Regions from separate parts of the Hordeum vulgare genome. Here region 1 is linked to region 2. The links are chromatin contacts, called in public Hi-C maps. All regions are on one chromosome and are shown on one strand. The core of a region is the stretch at or near the end of the contact, and the rest is flanking DNA. Distances in the headings are between cores, read along the strand shown.

Region 1 (3,031 bases), core at 74-2,573, 350 kb before region 2:
TGACCCCGAGCCGGTCGAACTTGAAGAAGAATGGCACTGGCCCCCTGAGGCCGTCGGGGCTGGGCACGCCGGCGACGGGCGTGGCGACGTGGTCGTAGAAGCCGCCGTGCTCGTCGTAGGTGACGATGAGCAGGGTGTCGTTCCACTGCGGGCTGGCCCGCAGCGTCTCGTAGACGTCCTTGACGAGCCTCTGGCCGTTGGCGACGTCGTGGGCCGGGTGGTCGTCGTCGGCGGGGGTGCCGGTGAGGTCGAAGTACCTGGGCTCGATGACGGACAGCGCCGGCAGCCGCCCCCTCCGGGCGTGGTCCCTGAATGCGGAGTCGTAGAAGTGGAAGCTCTGTGCGGCGGCGCGCACGGTGCGGAGGTTGCGGTAGAAGAGGGTGGTGGGGATGGTCTTGAAGTAGACGTTGAAGCGGCGGCCGTCGGCGGCGAGGGAGTCGAAGATGGTGCGCTGCGGGTAGCCGCGGAGGAGGTTCCACTTGTCGTGGGCGACGGCGCCGTGGGAGGTGGCGGAGTAGAGGAAGAGGCGGTTGGGCTGCGTGGGGCCCGGCAGGGAGGAGAACCAGCGGTCGAAGACGGCGAAGTCGGCGGCGAGCGCGGAGAAGGCCGGGAGGAGGGACGGGGTGAAGCCCCGCATGACGGCGGAGGAGAGCAGGGAGTTGACGGAGAGCGCGGAGCGCACGAAGCCCGACATGGTCGGGGGAGCCGGCTGGTCGGCGGCGGTGGAGTTGGGGCGGAACCCGAAGACCTGGTCCAGCACGTCCTCGAAGGAGTGGCCGGGGTCGTCGGGGACGACGAGGGTGGCGTCGGCGGAGACGCAGACGGGCGGGAGGGTGGAGTTGGTGGGGCCGACGTTGCACTCGGCGCCGGTGAGGCCGTCGATGGGGAGGCCGAGCAGGCGGCGCATCCAGCCCAGCATGTGGTCGAACGACCGGTTCTCCAGCGCCAGCACCACCACGTTCTTGATCGGGCTTGCTTCTCTAGGGCCGGCGCTGGCATTGCCGGCGGCGGCGAAGGCGAGCGGCAGGAGCAGCAGCAGCAGCAGCGCCCGCATTCCCATCGGCGGCGGCATTGCCGTGGCGGTTCCGGTGAGTGAGTGAGTGAGGGAGTGGACGAGCGGTGCCGGAGAGGAAGGGAAGTTGGGCTGGCCTGGCTTCTTTCGGCGGTATCCGGTCCAGTTCGGACTAGAATATTTATTTTAATCTTTCGGGCCCATGTACAGTTGGGCCCTGCGCATTCCCGTGCTACATGTAACAAGTTGTGGCGCGCGACCGTGTCAGTAAGTAGTCGGCCGTTCATCTCGTGTGGCAGTTTCTCAAAATAATAATAATAGTAATAAAAAATCTCGTTCAATGAAGATCTTTCTCCCGCGAAAAATGTGCCACACGACCTGACCGCCAACATCCCCTTCATACCCTTCCTCACCAATGATGTAAATTAATCATGCAACAGAACCAACTGCCCTTTTCATACCTCAGTTCGTGCGGACGTCAGCGCGCAATGCTTTGATTCATGCAGGGATGGTGGCGATGGAGGAGGAATAGACAATGCAAGCGATGAGCGAATGATATAGTAAAATGGTGTAAAATGTTAATCTATGATATTCTGCACTATAAAAATAATACTAGTATATGATAGTAGTTTCATATGCATGGTAATAAACGTAATACTGTATGATTCTTTTCACTTAAGAGGAGTGTAAAATGTTAAATCTATGATATTCTGTATTATGAAATTAATATCATATGCTAGTAGTTTCATATGCATGATAACACTGTATAATACTCTTTCTTTAAGAGGAGTGTAAAGTGTTAATCTATGATACTCTGCATCAGTGGCGGAGTCAGGAATGAAATGGAGGGTGTGCATACCTAAAATTTTTTCCTACCTAATCCAAGTGTCACACAAAAGTTGGCAACAATATAATACATATAGCTCAAAAGTCAGACAACATTATAGTTCCCACATGTAGCACATTTGCAACGTTGCAAATACAAAGTCTTACATGGATACAAATATGTAGCAAACTACTACACTAAGTAACTCTACGACGTTCCTTTGCCATGAAAGCTTCAACTATGTCGTCCTCGCTTACTTTCAAGAACACATCTCGTTCAATGAATGCCACTAAGCAATCATTCAGGAGATCATCACTCATACTATTTCTCAACTTATTTTTCACTAGATTCATTGCCGAGAATACTCTTTCAACACTCGCTATGGCGACCGGTAAGATCAATACCAATTTGATAAGCATGTAGACCAAATCATAGAGAACATGTTTGTTTGTACAAACAAGCATAACAGACACAAAGCAATACGCCGCTTCCTTTGAGACACTATATTCTAGCCAACTATACTTTTCAAACCAAACAAAACTAAAGTGTCGGTTTTTACCATAGATTTTCCTGACTTCAAAAGCATGTCCATATGGACGACATGTTGTCTTTGCAATATATCTTCTCCGAACACTATCTTGATCATTAAAATCATACTCTGAAATAGGAGTTCTTTTCGCTGGATCACCTGAAAAGACATGTGCACTTGGTTGTTGAGGTGATGGAAGACTTGGCGTTGCCTCTTCGATTTCAGTATCCGAATGGATAGGAGATGGGGAATTAGGACACCCCGCATTTTCAATATCTTCAGTGTGATGTTCACTAGCAATCTTCCTCACTTTCTCTTCATGTTTTTTAAAAAGATCCAGAATGGCACTTTTCCTCTTCATGTTCTGCTTTGCAAGTTGCAACTGCAAGTCTGCAATTATATCCAATGTGAGTGCGTGATTATATCTTCACAGAGGCTGCAATGAGAAATCCTACAGGCTACAGCCAGAGAAAAAATGGAAGACCTAAAAATCTGTTCCCAGTGTGCTTACCAGACAGAGGAGGGGATCTGTACCGACCGGCTGAGGCCTGAGACTGAGAGGAAGGGAGGGGCGAGCGCGGCGACCGGCGGGAGGAGGGGAGCTGCGGGCGCGGCAGCCACGGGAGGAGGGCAGGCAACAGTGAGGGGAGGGGCGAGCAGGCGG
Region 2 (3,339 bases), core at 352-2,851:
AGACAATTTGCGAAAGCATTTACCTGTTCATAAGTCACATGTCTAGCTCGCTTATGTATGCCTTATACCGCCACATAGCTGCGATACTCGTCCATTGGACATTAGCCCATGTGTGTGCGATAGTGGGGTACCGCTCCTCATCTCCGTCAAACGGGTACATCCAAGGTTCTTCCGGAGGAAGGTTGAGGTTACGACCAACAGGCATACGCTCCCACATCCAAACCTGTAGGTCCCAAACAAAACCCCCAAGAGTGGACGTCGGCTTGCTCCTCATACATGCTCCATCCAATTGCCTATTGCCAATAATATGAAGTACACCTATTAACCATCACAAAATATATTTTACTTCAAAACATACGTTACACCTAGTGCAAAAAAAAGCTACACAAATACAAAGTCATTGCAAAAACTAATTGGAGGGATTGGAGGAGCTTACCGGCCTCTTCGATTTGCCCTAAAGAACCAATAAAATGGTTGAGGGAGGAGGGAGATCGAAGAGGGGGATCTGGAGGAGGAGAGTCTCTTTTTTCGTCAAAGAACGAACGAGACAAGAGGAGAAAGGGGGGTTGGTGGCCGACGGGGTCGGGCCGGCAGATTATAAAGCCAAGAAACGACAGGGTGCCTGGCGTTGCACCTAAGGCCGGCAACGCCACAGGGGCTGGCGTTTCCCACGGCCAGCAACGCCACAGTAGACAGGTGTTTCGCACATGGCCAGCAACGCCACAGTAGAGTGGCGTTTCCATGAAGATCTGCAACGCCACGGTTTATGGCGTTTCAAAAGGGTCAAGACGTGAAAATGTTTCCGAACGAGTTCGTTCCGTGATTAATTTACGACCCGTGGGTCAGAACAGTGAAAAAAACCTAAGTAAAATAGGGCACACCTGCAACTGCCATGGACTCAATGTTTCCTCCTTGCCATCTCCTTCTTAGGTTAGGGGCAGGAGTCACCTACTTCCAGAGATGCTTTCGAGGCAAAGAACATGAGAAAGATAAAAAAAGGAATATGTGAAGGCGACATGCGACACAACGATCCACATGTGGGGTCATGCCAGCGAAAAGGCATTCATTGACTCATAGCCAAGAGCAACGGCACCAAAACACGCTAAGGCTCTTAGAGCCGTCCATTTCTACTACCATAGCGAGTAATGAATACATGCATTGGTTGAGTTACTTCTACGGGTGGGATCACGACAAGAAAAAATTGTCCAACGATGATAGATGACGACATCGAAACACTTAGCTTGGACTCGCCGAACGGCCCAATTCCATCAAGCCTAGAAAATGAAAATGAAGAGATGTTTATTAAGTTATTCTGGATCTATTCAGAGAAAGAACCTTACATTTTTGGTTCCTCATAAACCTTTGTTGATCTATCCAGAAAAAGAACCTAACATTCTTTGTTCTTCATAAATCTTGGCCACGGCTCATAAACATGGAATGGAATTAAGTCCCTCCATCCCATTCTTTTCACTATAGGAAAGAAACGAAGACTTTCCATGGCAACAGCCCGCCAACGCCAGCCAGCCAGCGGCAACCAACGGTAACATCGGCCGCAGTGCACTGCTATAAACCACTCGTCTCTTTCCTCCCTCCGCCCGCCACGACTCCACCCCCACCCCCACCCCCACCTACCCACCTCCCTCCCCCTTCAACGGCTACCAGAAAAACGCCGGAAAAGAAAAGAAAAAGAAAGGGAAAGCGGGGGCGGAGACAGACGACAAGCCCGAGGCAGGCGCCAGCGACCGAACCCTAGCTGCCAGCCAGGATGGGCAAGCTCCTCTGCGACTCCTCCTCCGGCGGCGGCGCCGTCGCCGTCGCCGAGGCCCTCCCGCCCTCCCCCGCCCCGCCCTCGCCGCCGCAGCTCCTCACCTGGACCGCCCCGGACCCCGCCCCCGCCCCGGCCGGCTGGTCCGCCGTCTGGGCGCTCGACGACCAGCAGCGCCGCCGCCTGCTCCGGATCTGGGACCGCGGCGTCGCCTGGAAGCCGCCCCGCCAGGGGGCCGACGGCCCGGAGGCCCCGCCCGTCGTCTTCCGCCTCGACCACGGCGGGGAGGTCGAGTCCGACGGCAACTGCCTCTTCACCGCCGCTCGGAGGGCCGCCGCCGCCAAGCCCGAGGCGCGCGAGCTCCGGCACCGCGCCGTGCGCCGGTTCGCCGACGTCTACGCCGCGGCCGGGGCCGACGACAGGGGCGCCATGGACGCCGCCGTGCGCCACCTCTACGCGCCGGATCTCAAGGCCGGCTGGGGCGTCCACGTCGTGCAGGAGGTCAAGCTGCTCGCGCCCAAGGCCGACCGCGACTCCCTCGACGCCGCCGTCCAGGAGCTCGTCGGAATCGGCATCCAAAGGTACCGTCACCGCCCCGCCAATCCCGGATCTACTCCTCCCGCCCGCGCTTGAATCTACTCCGTATTTGCCACCATGCGTGCCGGGATCTCAGAAAGGCCTCGCTTTCTCCTTCAAAGAATCCGTCTTTCCTTGCAGTGCCAAGAATCACGCGGAAGAATTCGTCTCTCTTTCTTCCGTTGATCCGATCCCCTTTGCTGTCCAAGAAAGAAGTCTAGTCATTTATGTCTATTTATTTACATCTAGACCTTGCGTTTCTTGGTTCTTTCTTATGTCAATTCGCTTAGAAACACCAATTGATGCAATTCCAATGCATCATGAAGCTGCAAGAACCGCTTCACATGGTGTGTTAGTATTCTACCCCGCATAAATTGGTCAACGGAGGAATCTTGGTTTTACTGTTGCCACCAAGTAGATTATAGATATCCAGCCTGTTGATTATTCTGTAGTGCATTATTTGGCACAGTATCAAGTAGGCTATTGATCTCCAGCCTGTTAATTATGCTCTAGTACATTATTTGGTATGGTACCATTTATGCTACTTGCCTGACAATGGCACACTTGTGGTACATCTCAATTACAGAATATCATGTTGATTTACAGTGCTAAAATAGGCTTTCTGTACCTTTTTGCAGTTGTGACAACCCACAGAGGTTGGTCAATCCAAATTATATGTGCTTATCATCTTTATCTTCTTCATTGCCTTGCAGGGAACTGGCAGCTGAGACTATCTACAAGGAGAGATGCATTGCTGTAGACGATGGAGATAGTTGGGCCAAGTACATGTCGATTTCTGGTTCTGTGGAGGATGAACATGACATAATCACCCTGCAGTACACAGAGGAGGGCTTACTGACCATCGATGAGAACAGGGATGGGCGTGCGGCTGCGTTTGGTGATGATATTGCCATCGAGTGCCTCGCCACCGAGTTCAAGAGAGAAGTTTTTGTGGTAAAGTCAATAAACTAGCTGACATTATGTGTTTTTTCTCAGTT

The links. Hi-C and Micro-C count contacts between places; a contact is called where the count stands out from the background.
Region 1: a contact with region 2 is called in a Hi-C map of leaf, with 2.8 times the contacts expected there. The contact joins the promoter of LOC123439396 here to the promoter of LOC123442743 in region 2. A contact is called at or near these places in 2 of 6 Hi-C or Micro-C datasets (leaf and seedling).

Annotation. Positions count from the first base shown.
Region 1 is chr3H:28,365,815-28,368,845 of MorexV3_pseudomolecules_assembly, reverse strand. LOC123439396 (non-specific phospholipase C6-like) reads right to left here and starts at 1,323. Exons shown (of 3, transcript XM_045116113.1): 1 at 1-1,323. The coding sequence starts at 1,072.
Region 2 is chr3H:28,019,540-28,022,878 of MorexV3_pseudomolecules_assembly, reverse strand. LOC123442743 reads left to right here and starts at 1,601. Exons shown (of 4, transcript XM_045118873.1): 1 at 1,601-2,346; 2 at 3,055-3,295. The coding sequence starts at 1,766.